Linked DNA regions of Mus musculus: region 2 is linked to region 1. Evidence: chromatin contacts called from public promoter capture Hi-C data. All regions are on one chromosome and are shown on one strand. Each heading gives the region's core, a stretch centred on a gene start, on an enhancer-like site or on the middle of the called end of the contact. The rest is flanking DNA. Distances are from core to core; before and after follow the strand shown. Region 1 overlaps Cmah (cytidine monophospho-N-acetylneuraminic acid hydroxylase). Region 2 overlaps Ripor2 (RHO family interacting cell polarization regulator 2).

What was found. Capture Hi-C pulls out chosen DNA fragments and counts their contacts.
Region 2: a promoter capture Hi-C map of liver shows a contact between it and region 1. The contact joins two enhancer-like sites. A contact is called at or near these places in 1 of 484 Hi-C or Micro-C datasets (nephron progenitors), 3 of 115 datasets of contacts at active chromatin or transcription factors (bone marrow-derived macrophages, embryonic stem cells and large pre-B cells) and 4 of 9 other capture datasets (adipose tissue, embryonic stem cells, liver and 1 more).

What each region holds. Positions count from the first base shown.
Region 1 is chr13:24,391,690-24,396,954 of GRCm38.p6, reverse strand. Cmah (cytidine monophospho-N-acetylneuraminic acid hydroxylase) reads right to left here. Exons shown (of 17, transcript NM_001111110.2): 2 at 1,468-1,756. Among named protein-coding and RNA genes, the nearest start is that of Gm11342, 18 kb to the right of the region's middle. Within about 2 kb of position 3,759, at least 71 of the 459 cell types and tissues checked have an H3K27ac peak or open chromatin away from gene starts, as enhancers often do. A contact at or near this core is called in liver, where this site is marked.
Region 2 is chr13:24,684,814-24,690,343 of GRCm38.p6, reverse strand. It overlaps Ripor2 (RHO family interacting cell polarization regulator 2), which reads right to left. Exons shown (of 23, transcript NM_029679.2): 9 at 835-878. Among named protein-coding and RNA genes, the nearest start is that of Ripor2, 49 kb to the right of the region's middle. Within about 2 kb of position 3,508, at least 37 of the 459 cell types and tissues checked have an H3K27ac peak or open chromatin away from gene starts, as enhancers often do. A contact at or near this core is called in liver, where this site is marked.

The DNA.
Region 1 (5,265 bases), core at 2,510-5,009:
TTAATGACATGTAGTCTTCATTCATTTCCTCAAAATATAGCCATGTGCCTGGAATACTCTCTGCCTCCTGTGCACATATTTAGCTTCCTTACCTCTCAGCCCCAAGTCAATTCTCATCAAGGAAGACTTCGCAGAGAAGGGGAAATTCACTACAAGCATGACCCTCTCACAGTACCATGACCTTTTCCTTCGTGGGACATATCCAAAGTTATCGTTTGGTTTTTAGCTCTGCTGTTTATCGATTTCTCTATTCCATAGAAAACTGTCAGACATATGTATACATGAGTCTTCATGGTTCCTCCGCAGCCTGACGCACAAAAGGATTTTAATAAACAGTTGGGTGACCATTGCAACTAATAGCCCACACAGGTGATTCCCACAGAATCTTCTCAGGAACCTACGATTTAAACCTGATGCCACCCAAGGGTATCTTCACAACAGTTGTGTGCTTACTTGTAAAAGTAAAACGAGATGTTACATTTGACATTCTAGATTTCAAAAGTATAACAGAAGGCACCCCGAATGCTGACTAGGAAGTGCTCTAAAGGATGATTTGTACTGTGTTTGATATTCCCCAACAGAAAGAGAAGGCGGGTGGGAAATTGTTCCCACAAATGGTCAGCATCTTATTGGCAGGTGTTTTAAGCCTGATTACATTCTGTTGCTGTTTGTTTTGAGAACATGTAGCCAAAGTTGGCCAAGAAGCCATGACCCTCCTATCCTCTTCTGAGATCTTTGGATCCGTGAATTTAATTTACCTCCTAGGCCAAAACATCCTCAGGTCCAGACCCCAGCTCTCTAAGCCCTGGAACCCTTGTTGCTCAGTGTCTCTCTTGGCTGTGACACTTACTGTGCTCCTGAGCAAAGCAGAAATTATTAATATACTAGCAGAAGGAAATGCCCAGAACCATAAAGATCTGCTGGCAGCTGCTCAAGAGGAAGAGAAGTGCCCAGAGAGCGACCGGTGACAGTGGACTGCCGAGAGCAGGCTCTGGAAGATAAAATGTATGTGGATGGCAAACAAGGTGTGGGCAAAGTGGACTTTCCACACAAGTACCTCAGTTAACTGCCTACCCAATGTTCCTTAGGTAGACACTGCTATATCTTCAAAGATAATTTTAGAGTTGCCAACTCTGCCAACAAAAACACTCAGTTCTTCTACCTAGTCACAGAACACGAAAGACAATCTACTACGGATGTGAACCCTTAAACTTGATGTGGTCATCTGCACCTGTAATCCCAGAATGGGGAAAGTGGAAGCAGGAGGATTAGGAGCTTGAGATCATTTCGTCTTGGCCTTTTGGCTAAGATCAAGTGTAGGAACTTAAAATCATCCTCAGTTACAAAGGGATTTGAGGACATCTTAGGCTACATGACAATCAATCTCAACAAGTCACCACCTGCAAACACACACACACACACACACACACACACACACACACGAATAGCATAAAATTGAAAACATACCTTTACTCCCTTCTGAGTAGACAAAGGTGACAGCATCCAAGCTGGTCAGGAAACATCAAAAGGCCCAGGCCCAGATCTTCTTTTAATTGATGTTTATAATACAGCCTGGATTTTTCAATTTGCTTGATTAAAAATTTTATTTGATTTCTGTGTGGCCAGGAGGTTTTTTTCAGAAGCAATTACCAAAGTACAGCTGGGAAGTTCAAGTTCCTCTGGAGACACAGATGCAGAGCAGGCTGATGTCACATTATGTGTCTAACATCAACACTACCCCTCTCCCAGCTCCACCCTAAAGACACAAGGAAGGAGATTAGAAACTTTAGCTAAACCAAATTCTATGCCAGGTCAGAGATAGGGTGTGTGAATGATTCCATGAATGTGTGTGCGTGTTATAGATACATACACATGGTCCAACAGGAGACATTAAGGAGAACTTAATCCACCTCTGACTGTTGTATTCATCTGGAAGGAAGTTGATGTATAGCCACACCTCTGCTTGTATCATGAAAAGCATTGATTTTTTTCTTTTCCAAGACAGGGTTTCTCTGTGTAGCCCTGGCTGTCCTGGAACTCACTCTGTAGACCAGGCTGGCCTCAAACTCATAAATCCACCTGCCTCTGCCTCCCAAGTGCTGGGATTAAAGGTGTGCGCCACCACGCATGTCGAAAAGCATTAACATTTATTACAAAGAAAGGATCTGCGTGTCTGGAGGGCGGGGCAGAATTTAGTTGTAGGGTCACTGCTTTCTAGTCCACTTGATGCCCTGAATAGTATCCTACTGTCTTCCTGGTCCCAATGGCTTAAAGTCCAAGCCTGGATCTCACAAGACACTTCTAGCTCTCCTCCGTTTACTTCCCTCATTTGACAAATATCTTTGCTTTAGTTCTTAGAAGGGTTACTTTTATGCTCACTTCAACAAATACGATAGTGTCAAGAAATATGTGGTGGGCTGGAGAGATGGCTCAGTGGGTAAAGGCACTAGCTGCTCTTCCAGAGGACCCAGCTTCAATTCCCAGCACCCACATGGTAGCTCACAACTGTCTATAACTCTTATTCCAGGGGATCCTCACACATGCAGGCAAAACACCATCGTACATAAAAAAAGATAAACTATTATTTTAAAAATAGAAATATGCAGTGTCTTGTCTCCCATTCTAATTTGAAAAAAGTCAGCCCAGGTGTTCTCATTAAAATCAACTAGTCAAGTGAGGTGCCTCACGCCTGTAGTCCTGCACTTTGGGGGCTGAGGTAGAACTGCCATGTGATAGAAGCCAACCTGGATGACACTGTGAGTTCTAGGACAGCCTGTGTTATAGAGTAAAACATTAAACAAACAAACAAACAAACAAACAAATAAGTAAAATAGAATAAAGGGCCATTGTAAAATCTTGTCTTAATTCACTAATTCCAAAACAGAGCATGGGCCAGAGAGATGGCTCAGCGAGTCAAAGCACTTGCCCAGTAAGTCTGAGAAATGAGCCCAGGACTCCTGTGAGGCAGAAGGTGGAGACAGGAGAATGGCCCTGAGTCTCTTGGGCCACCTAAGCAGGGAGCAGGAGATGAAGCAACAGAAATACTGAAGGACCCTGTCTTGACAAGGTGGAAGGTGAGAACCAACTCCCCAAAGTTGCCTTTCTGACCTTCAAATGCGCTCCACGGTACAAAAGCTCACCCAGTCCCACAACATACCAGAAAAAAAAGTAAAAAAACACACTGGCCATGGTACAGTACATCTGTGGTCCTAACACTCTGGAAGCTGTGTGTATGAGGACAGACAACCAGGTAGTGTAGATTCCAAAATGAGACCCTGACTCAGAACAATAGCAGCAAAGAAATAACTAATACGTCATTATGGAATTTTCTGTCTCACGAGCCCCAGGGAACCTTCAAACTTTCACTTAAAAAAATACTAATACTGAGTTCTCTGAGAATTTTATTTATGTGCCTCTTGCCTCTCTAAGAACATTATAAATATCCAATAGATTATAAGTCTGTAATTAGATTGTGAGCCTCGCTCTCTGATTAGCTTGCCCCTGTAATTAGATTGTTGACCCTAGAAGTCGTAGCTCTGGTCCTGAATTCACCACAGCACTTAAAATGGCATAGAGGAAACAACCTGGCAGCAAGCCAGGAAATCAAAGCGCAGTTTTTAACAGCATCTCTAGCAACAGAAGTGCCCATCAGGATGAAAGATGGAAAATAATTCCCCTAGAGTTTCTCCAGGCAGTGCCTGGCCCCAGCAGTTCCCTTATCTGCTCTCAGCCAAACTCTGTCAAACTCTTGCTTCTCGTTTTCCACCTAGAGTCATGTGACTATTTTTAATATTTGTTTCCGCTTCTTATGTCAGAGTCTCACTCTGTAGTCCAGGGGGCCTTCAAACTCATGGTACCACCTCAGCTTCAGACTCCCCAGTGCTGGGATACCAGGAATAAATTCCCACGTGGCATTTTTAAAAAAATAAGCATTTATATTTCATATAGGAAGGTTCTCTGATCTCTTGAGTGTGCTTTTCTGGCTTTTGTTTGTTTGGCTTTATATAGGCACACATTTATGCAGTTACCTTCCACGCCGAAAGATGAAACAGAGGTCTGGAGAAAGGCCTCAGCAGCTGACAGCTGTTGCTGCTCCTGCAAAGGACCTGTGGTTAGGTTCTAGTTCCCATGCCAGATGGCTCACAACCAACTGTAACTCCAGCTACGGTGGGTCCAATGTCCTCTTCCAACCTCCACTGTTGTGTGCATACCTGTGGCTTTTACACACAGACACAGTGACACAGACACAGTGACACACACACACACATACACACACATCTTTTTTCTTTAGGTTACAGACAAGTTCTGGAAATTAACACACTCTTCCAATTAGCTCCCATGCAGAGGATGACCATTCTTCTAAGCCTGCCACTGTAAGGTGGTGATGCCTGGTTCTTGAATTTTACATTACTAATCACTCAGTTGCATACTCTACTGTCTCATCTTCTCCCTGACATAAATATGGTGTTTAACAATACAGCTAAGCTAAGCAATGGTTGTTCTCTTCATTGTTGGTTAGCACTATTTAATTTTTACAAACAACATTTTGTTTCTCTATTCCTCTACTGTTAGACATTTGAGGTCATTTCTTGCTTTTGACTATTATTATTAGATATTAGCATCTTTGTGTGTGATGTTTCAGGGGGCAGAAGTCCCCATTTATATTGAGAATTTATTCAAGGGTGAAATCTTGGAACCAAACAGCAGACGTGCAGTAAGCTTTCATAGGTGTTGTCAACTCATCTTCCACAGGGTTGTGGAAAATTACAAGTGAAAGAGCCTCCTGCTGTAGTACCTCTGGCTTTAGGCACCTGGCATTTGTAGTTACCTGGACACTGACCAAGTACACACTGGCTGAATTGGCTTGTCAGCACAAAGGCAATAAATAACAAGAACATCTCAGGTGCATTACCACCCAGAGGGATGTCGGCTAGAGATAAGGAATGAAGGGTGAGGGAGAGGATACGGGGGAAGACGGACAAGGTATGCCGAGTGAAGGATGGAGCCTGAGGAATGAGAAGGGAGAGATAAGGACTAAGAGATGTGGGCAGAAGGATGAGAACCAAATGTTTCAAAAAGTGGATCCAGATCAGGGGAGCAAAGACAGAGAGCTCGGGCTATTATATATTCCTGGCTTGGGTGATTTGAGAATCTGGGAGGGGCAGTAGGAGTCCATGTTAGAGTAGCATCCTTGGGAGTCCATGTTTTATTACTGGAAGTTCCATACGTATTACCTTCTTCATAAATTCTCTGAGTTTCCTTTTT
Region 2 (5,530 bases), core at 2,259-4,758, 290 kb before region 1:
TGGGAGTGGGTGGGTAGGGGAGTGGGGGGAGTATAGGGGACTTTCAGGATAGCATTTGAATTGTAAATAAAGAAAATATCTAATAATAATAATAATAATAATAATAATAATAATAATAAAAGAATTGTCTGGGTCTTATGTGAAAGATTGTCCTTTCAGTGTTGGGAGAGGAACTGAGGGAGGAAGGGTCATAATTGGTAGTGAGCGACGTATATGAGGATGGTAATAGTGGGGTGTATGGAACTGCCATGTTCCACATGTGGGAGTCAGTTCTCAGATTACCCTCCAGACTTTCTCACTGGCTCAAAATGTTAAAAGACAAATGAAGGAAAAATAATAACAACTGGACTCAGGCCTGATGGTACATGCCTGACATCCAAACTGAGGCAGGAGGATCACAAGTTCAAGTTTTAGCTTGAACAAACAACTTTATGAACTGCGGTTTCAATAATAAAAAGTAGAAGTGGGGAAATGGCTCAGCATTAAGAGCACATACTATTCTTGCAGAGAACCCAAGTTCAGTTTCCAGCATCTACAGGAAGCACAACTGCCCCAAACTCAAGCTTTGGTCTCTGTAGGCACCTGCATCCTGTGCACATACCTACACAAACACATATAGGCACTCCTCTACACACACACACACACACACACATTTTAAAAAAGTAAAACATTGACTGAAGATGTAGCTCAATGGTAGAGCATTTGCTTAGCATGTACAAGTTCCTTGGTTAATAGTACCAGAACAGCAGCAGCAGCAGCAGCAACAACAACAACAATCATAACTATAGCCCTTCAAGCCTTCAATGCCAACATGCAGACCAACACATTACTTACTTCATATTGATCTCCAGGACAGAGGCGGGCAAAGCCAGCCAGACCTGAAAACAAGAGATCGTTCTGTGAGTTGCAGAACACATTTCCCTTCTTTAGAGACACAATTTGTCATGGGTTAAAAACTCATGTAATAATGTAACAGGTGTAGGAGCATCTTCAGAGAATAGCCTTTGTGGGGATATACAGCTAGCAGGACATGCCCCTTAGGGTGGTGGGAGGAGGTTTCAAGGGGAGTCTGTTGGGTGGTGAGAACTCTGTGTACCTTTGGCAGATTTCAGGATCAGGGCAGCAGGACCAAAAAGACCTATTCTTTCACTGACCAAAATATTCCCATGCAAATAAACTGGCCTCTTGGTTTTCCTGTCTCCCAAGATCTGTGACACTAGATACCTTCCTGTGAGTCCTTGTCCCCACACCTGTCACTTGTCTGCAGCACACTCATTCCTGTTTCTCTCATTCTACTTATATAGCACAGTGATGCCACTGTTGATGCTTATGAACTTGCTAGAAGTAGACTGTCATGTACCCCACACTGGTGATTAAGAAAACAAACCCAGGGGCTAGAAAGATGGTTAAGCAATTGTGAGCACCGACTGTTCTTCTAGAGTGCCTGGGTTCAATTCCCAGCACCCACGTGGCAGCTCACAACTGTCTGCAGCTCCAGGATCTGACAGAGACAGAACTCAACTGCACATAAAAATAAATATAAATAAAGAAAAGAAAACAAACTAAATCCAATCAACAAACTGCCAATAGCCTGTTCCTTCAAAAGAAGAAGTGTGTCTTAGGATGATTAATGCTGCGATGAAACACCATGACCAAAGCAACTTGGGGAGGAAAGCGATTATTTAGCTGAAGCGTCACTGTCACGATTCATCAGTGAACGGAAGTCAGGACAGGAGCCCAAACAGGGCAGGAACCTAGAGTCAGGAGCTGATACGAAGGTCATGGAGGCTATGGAGGGTTTCTGCTTATTGGCTTTCTCAGCCTGCTCTCTTATAGCACCCAGGACTCCCAGTCCAGGGATGGCACCACCCACGATGGGCTGGGCCCTTCCCCATCATCACAAATTAAGAAAATGTTCTATGGCTGGATCTTATGGAGGCATTTTCTCAAATGAGGCGCCCTCCTCTCAGGTGACTCTAGCCTGCGTTGATTGACAGATCCAGTTAGCACAAGGTGCCTTTTCTTCCCCTGTGTCATCTGCAGGTCAACTTGAGCCTACCGCTTCAGCAGCAACACCTTGTCAGAATACACGGCCGCCGCCCTGGGACAGCTCCAGAGTCCCAGCTTCCATTACCCTTTCCACCTTCCTATTGATATTTACCAAAAGCCCACTGTGTGAGGGTGAAAATATTAATTTACATTTTAGAATTTCTCACTAAAAAAAAAAAACTATGACATAATTGCAGTGAAAAAATCAGCACAGACGTTTTCTATTTCTAACCTTTGAGTCCTGGGGCAAGTTTCTCCTGTGCTTGTACGTGCTTGTGCATGTATACACAGGCATATGTATGCCTATGTTTGCGGATGCTTCATAGACCCTTTTTTTTTTTTTTTTTTTTTTTTTTTCCTTTTTGAGATGGGATCTCTTACTGAACCTGGAGGTTGCTGTTTGGTTAGATTGGCTGGCCAGAAAGCACAGGGACCTACTACCCATCTCAAGTCCCTTTTCCATCAGAGGCCAAGTTGGGATTATAATCACATGACCCGATGCCCAGCTTTTTATGTGGGCTCTGCAGATCCAAACCCATATCCTTTTGCTCGCTTTATGCTGTCTTCCCTGCCCTGGGTTGTGTTTCTAGCAAACAAGATTTTACTCACGTAGACATAACAAGGATGATGTCACACTGTGTGTTTTACCTTCAGTGAATGGCTCAATTTATCTCAAATGGACAAATCTGCTTCCCATTGACCCATGGGCATGGTGATGAATAAGACGAATCCAGGGAAGCTTCAAAATGGGCTCACCTCTTACCATCTTTCGACACTAGATGGCAGCAGCTCACCAACTTGGCATGCCTTTTAGTTGGCGAGCCCATGCATTTAGGAGCAGCTCTCGCTAACAATTAGAAGCTAATGAGCCACTTAGGAGGACCCACTGTAATAAAAGCAGGATTGGAGGAAGCGATTTTCATGAATAATTCTGGAGCATTTAGGCTTTTTTCCCCCACCTCCACAAAAACACATCGGAAAGAAAGCACTGCTGGCTGGCTTTTATGAATCTGAAGCCCAATGTGCTAATTCTAAGAAAACCCTATTTACCCTTTGAATACCTACAAATTATCAGCTCCTGGTTAATCCACTAGCTGGTTACATGTTGAGGTGACAATAGGGACCCCGCTTCAGGGAAGCTGACTATGTACCATGATGGATACGTTGAGAAGGGTGGGGGGACTCTTTGACGATCTCCCTTCTCAAAATCACCAGAAATTTCTTATCACGGGAGGAGGAGGGCTGGGGTCGTGATGAGTTTTGGGTCTCACTGTCCATGGAATGAACACACCTTATTGACATTCCTTATAAGGCATCTCCAGCCTCTGGTGACAGTGATAACAGCAGAATGGCAGCAGGTAGGAGGAGCCAGTTCCAGCCGAAGCTCCCCAGGCGGGGGGAGCACTTCTGCTGGAGCACCAGCTATCGTGGACTTTGGGGCCTGGCTAGGTTCTGCAAATTCTGGCCCAAGGCCCTGCTGGCATTTCTACAGCTGCGAAAAGCCCAGTGTTTTCTCAGCTGCTTGGTGGTAACTGTTGTATCAGCTAGGTTTTCATGATGGCCACTCAGAAATCATCCCTGGGTTCCCTCAGGTGGGTCTCTTTTGATCTTTTACCTTGCTCCTGTGTTAATGATCCAACAGCTCTTCCACAGCCTGAATGGAGGACAGGGTGCTGCCCCCAGTGTGACTGTGGATAAATGATGCCCCCGCTCATGGTTGAACATTTGGCCACCAGCTGGGTAGCTCTGTTGTGGGAGGTTATGGAGTCTTTAAGAGTTAGGGCCTAGCTGGAGGAATCAGACACTGGAGAGTGTGTTCTTGAGGTTTATAACTCTGCTTTGCTTCCAGCCTGTGTCTGGCTTCCTGATCCACTCTAACCCCTGCCTCAGCTGCCGGCCTCTCCGACTACCATAGCTCCCCTTCCCATAGTGGACTAAACTCCTCCAAATCTTAAGCCGCCACGGATCGTTTTCCTCTTAAGTTGTTTCTTTCAGAGAATTTATCACAGTGGAGAAAGGTTGCAGATACAACCTCATAGCTATCTACAGCTACACAGCTATAGAGCCTCCCAGCTACCTACAGCCACACAGCTGCTCACCTGGCTCCCCGTGCCACTGGCTGCCTTTGCTCAGACACGGTTCTGGTCATAGAAGTACTCCATTGTTTCCCAGTTTTGCCATGACCTTCCTAAGAGTGTACCTCGGACTGTGTCTTAGTACTGGCCTTCCTGCTTCCTGGGCAGGTTTCCCAGTTCATCCTAAAGGCCATGGTGACCAGCTAGCACTGACCTCTGGACATGTGTCCTCCTGGAACTCATTTGAATGAGGTCATCGTTGGGAAGAAAAGCAGTTTTCTGTAAGACACGCAGTTCTTAGCTTCTTTTCTGATTTGGGGTCCTGAATCCAGCTGGGTCCTTACAGGTTTTTGGAATCTGGCCTCAACAGCTCCCCACAGCACTTTTACAGAGCACAGAGATCACAGCACCCCCCCCCCCCCCCGACAGCTTTGGGCAGCATCCCCGCCTTCAGGAGGGACTTTCAGTTTAGTTGTTCTAGCCAGAGGTTATTCAGGACGCTCTCTGCACCCCCCCCCCCCATCCTTTCCTCAGTGGGAACCTTCACTTAACATTTTTTATTTTTTCTTTTCTTCTTTCTGTCTGTCCCTCTGTTCCTCTTCCTTCCTTCCTCTTCTTTCCTTCCTTCTCTCCTTCTTGCCTTTCTTTCCTTCTCTCTCTGTCTCTTTTTCTTTTTTAAAGATTTATTTATTTATTTATTTCTATGTATTTGAGTACATAGTTGCTGAACAGATGGTTGTGAGCCTTCATGTAGTTGTTGGGAATTGAATTCTTAGGACCTCTGCTCACTCTGGCCAATCAATTCTACTTGCTTCGGCCCAAAGATTTATTTATTATTATATATAAGTACACTGTAGCTGTCTTCAGACAGCGCCAGAAGAGAGCATCAGATTTCACTACAGGTGGTTATGAGCCACCATGTGGCTGCTGGGATTTGAACTCAGGACCTTCGGAAGAGCAGTCAGTGCTCTTACCCGCTGAGCTACCTCGCCAGCCCTTTTCTTTTCTTTTCTTTTCTTTTCTTTTCTTTTCTTTTCTTTCCCTTTCCCTTTCCCTTTCCCTTTCCCTTTCCCTTCCTTCTTTCTTTTTCATTCTTTCTTGACAGTGTCTCACTGTGAAGCCTAAGCTGGCCACAACCTCACAATCCTCCTGCCTCAGCCTCAAGAGTGCTAAGATTATAGGCATGGACCAGCAGACCCGACTTAATTTTCTGTTTTCTTTTGAGACAGTTTACAGCTAGCTTTGTACTCAGATCCTCCTGCCTCTGCCCTAGCAACCCCTCCATCCATCCTGGGCTCAAGCATCTACAACAGTCTGGTCATGTGTTTGCTCATGTATGCCCACTGCGTGAGGATGTGATACTCAAAGGTTCCCCTCCACCCTGCATCTCCAGACAACTGTGGTGT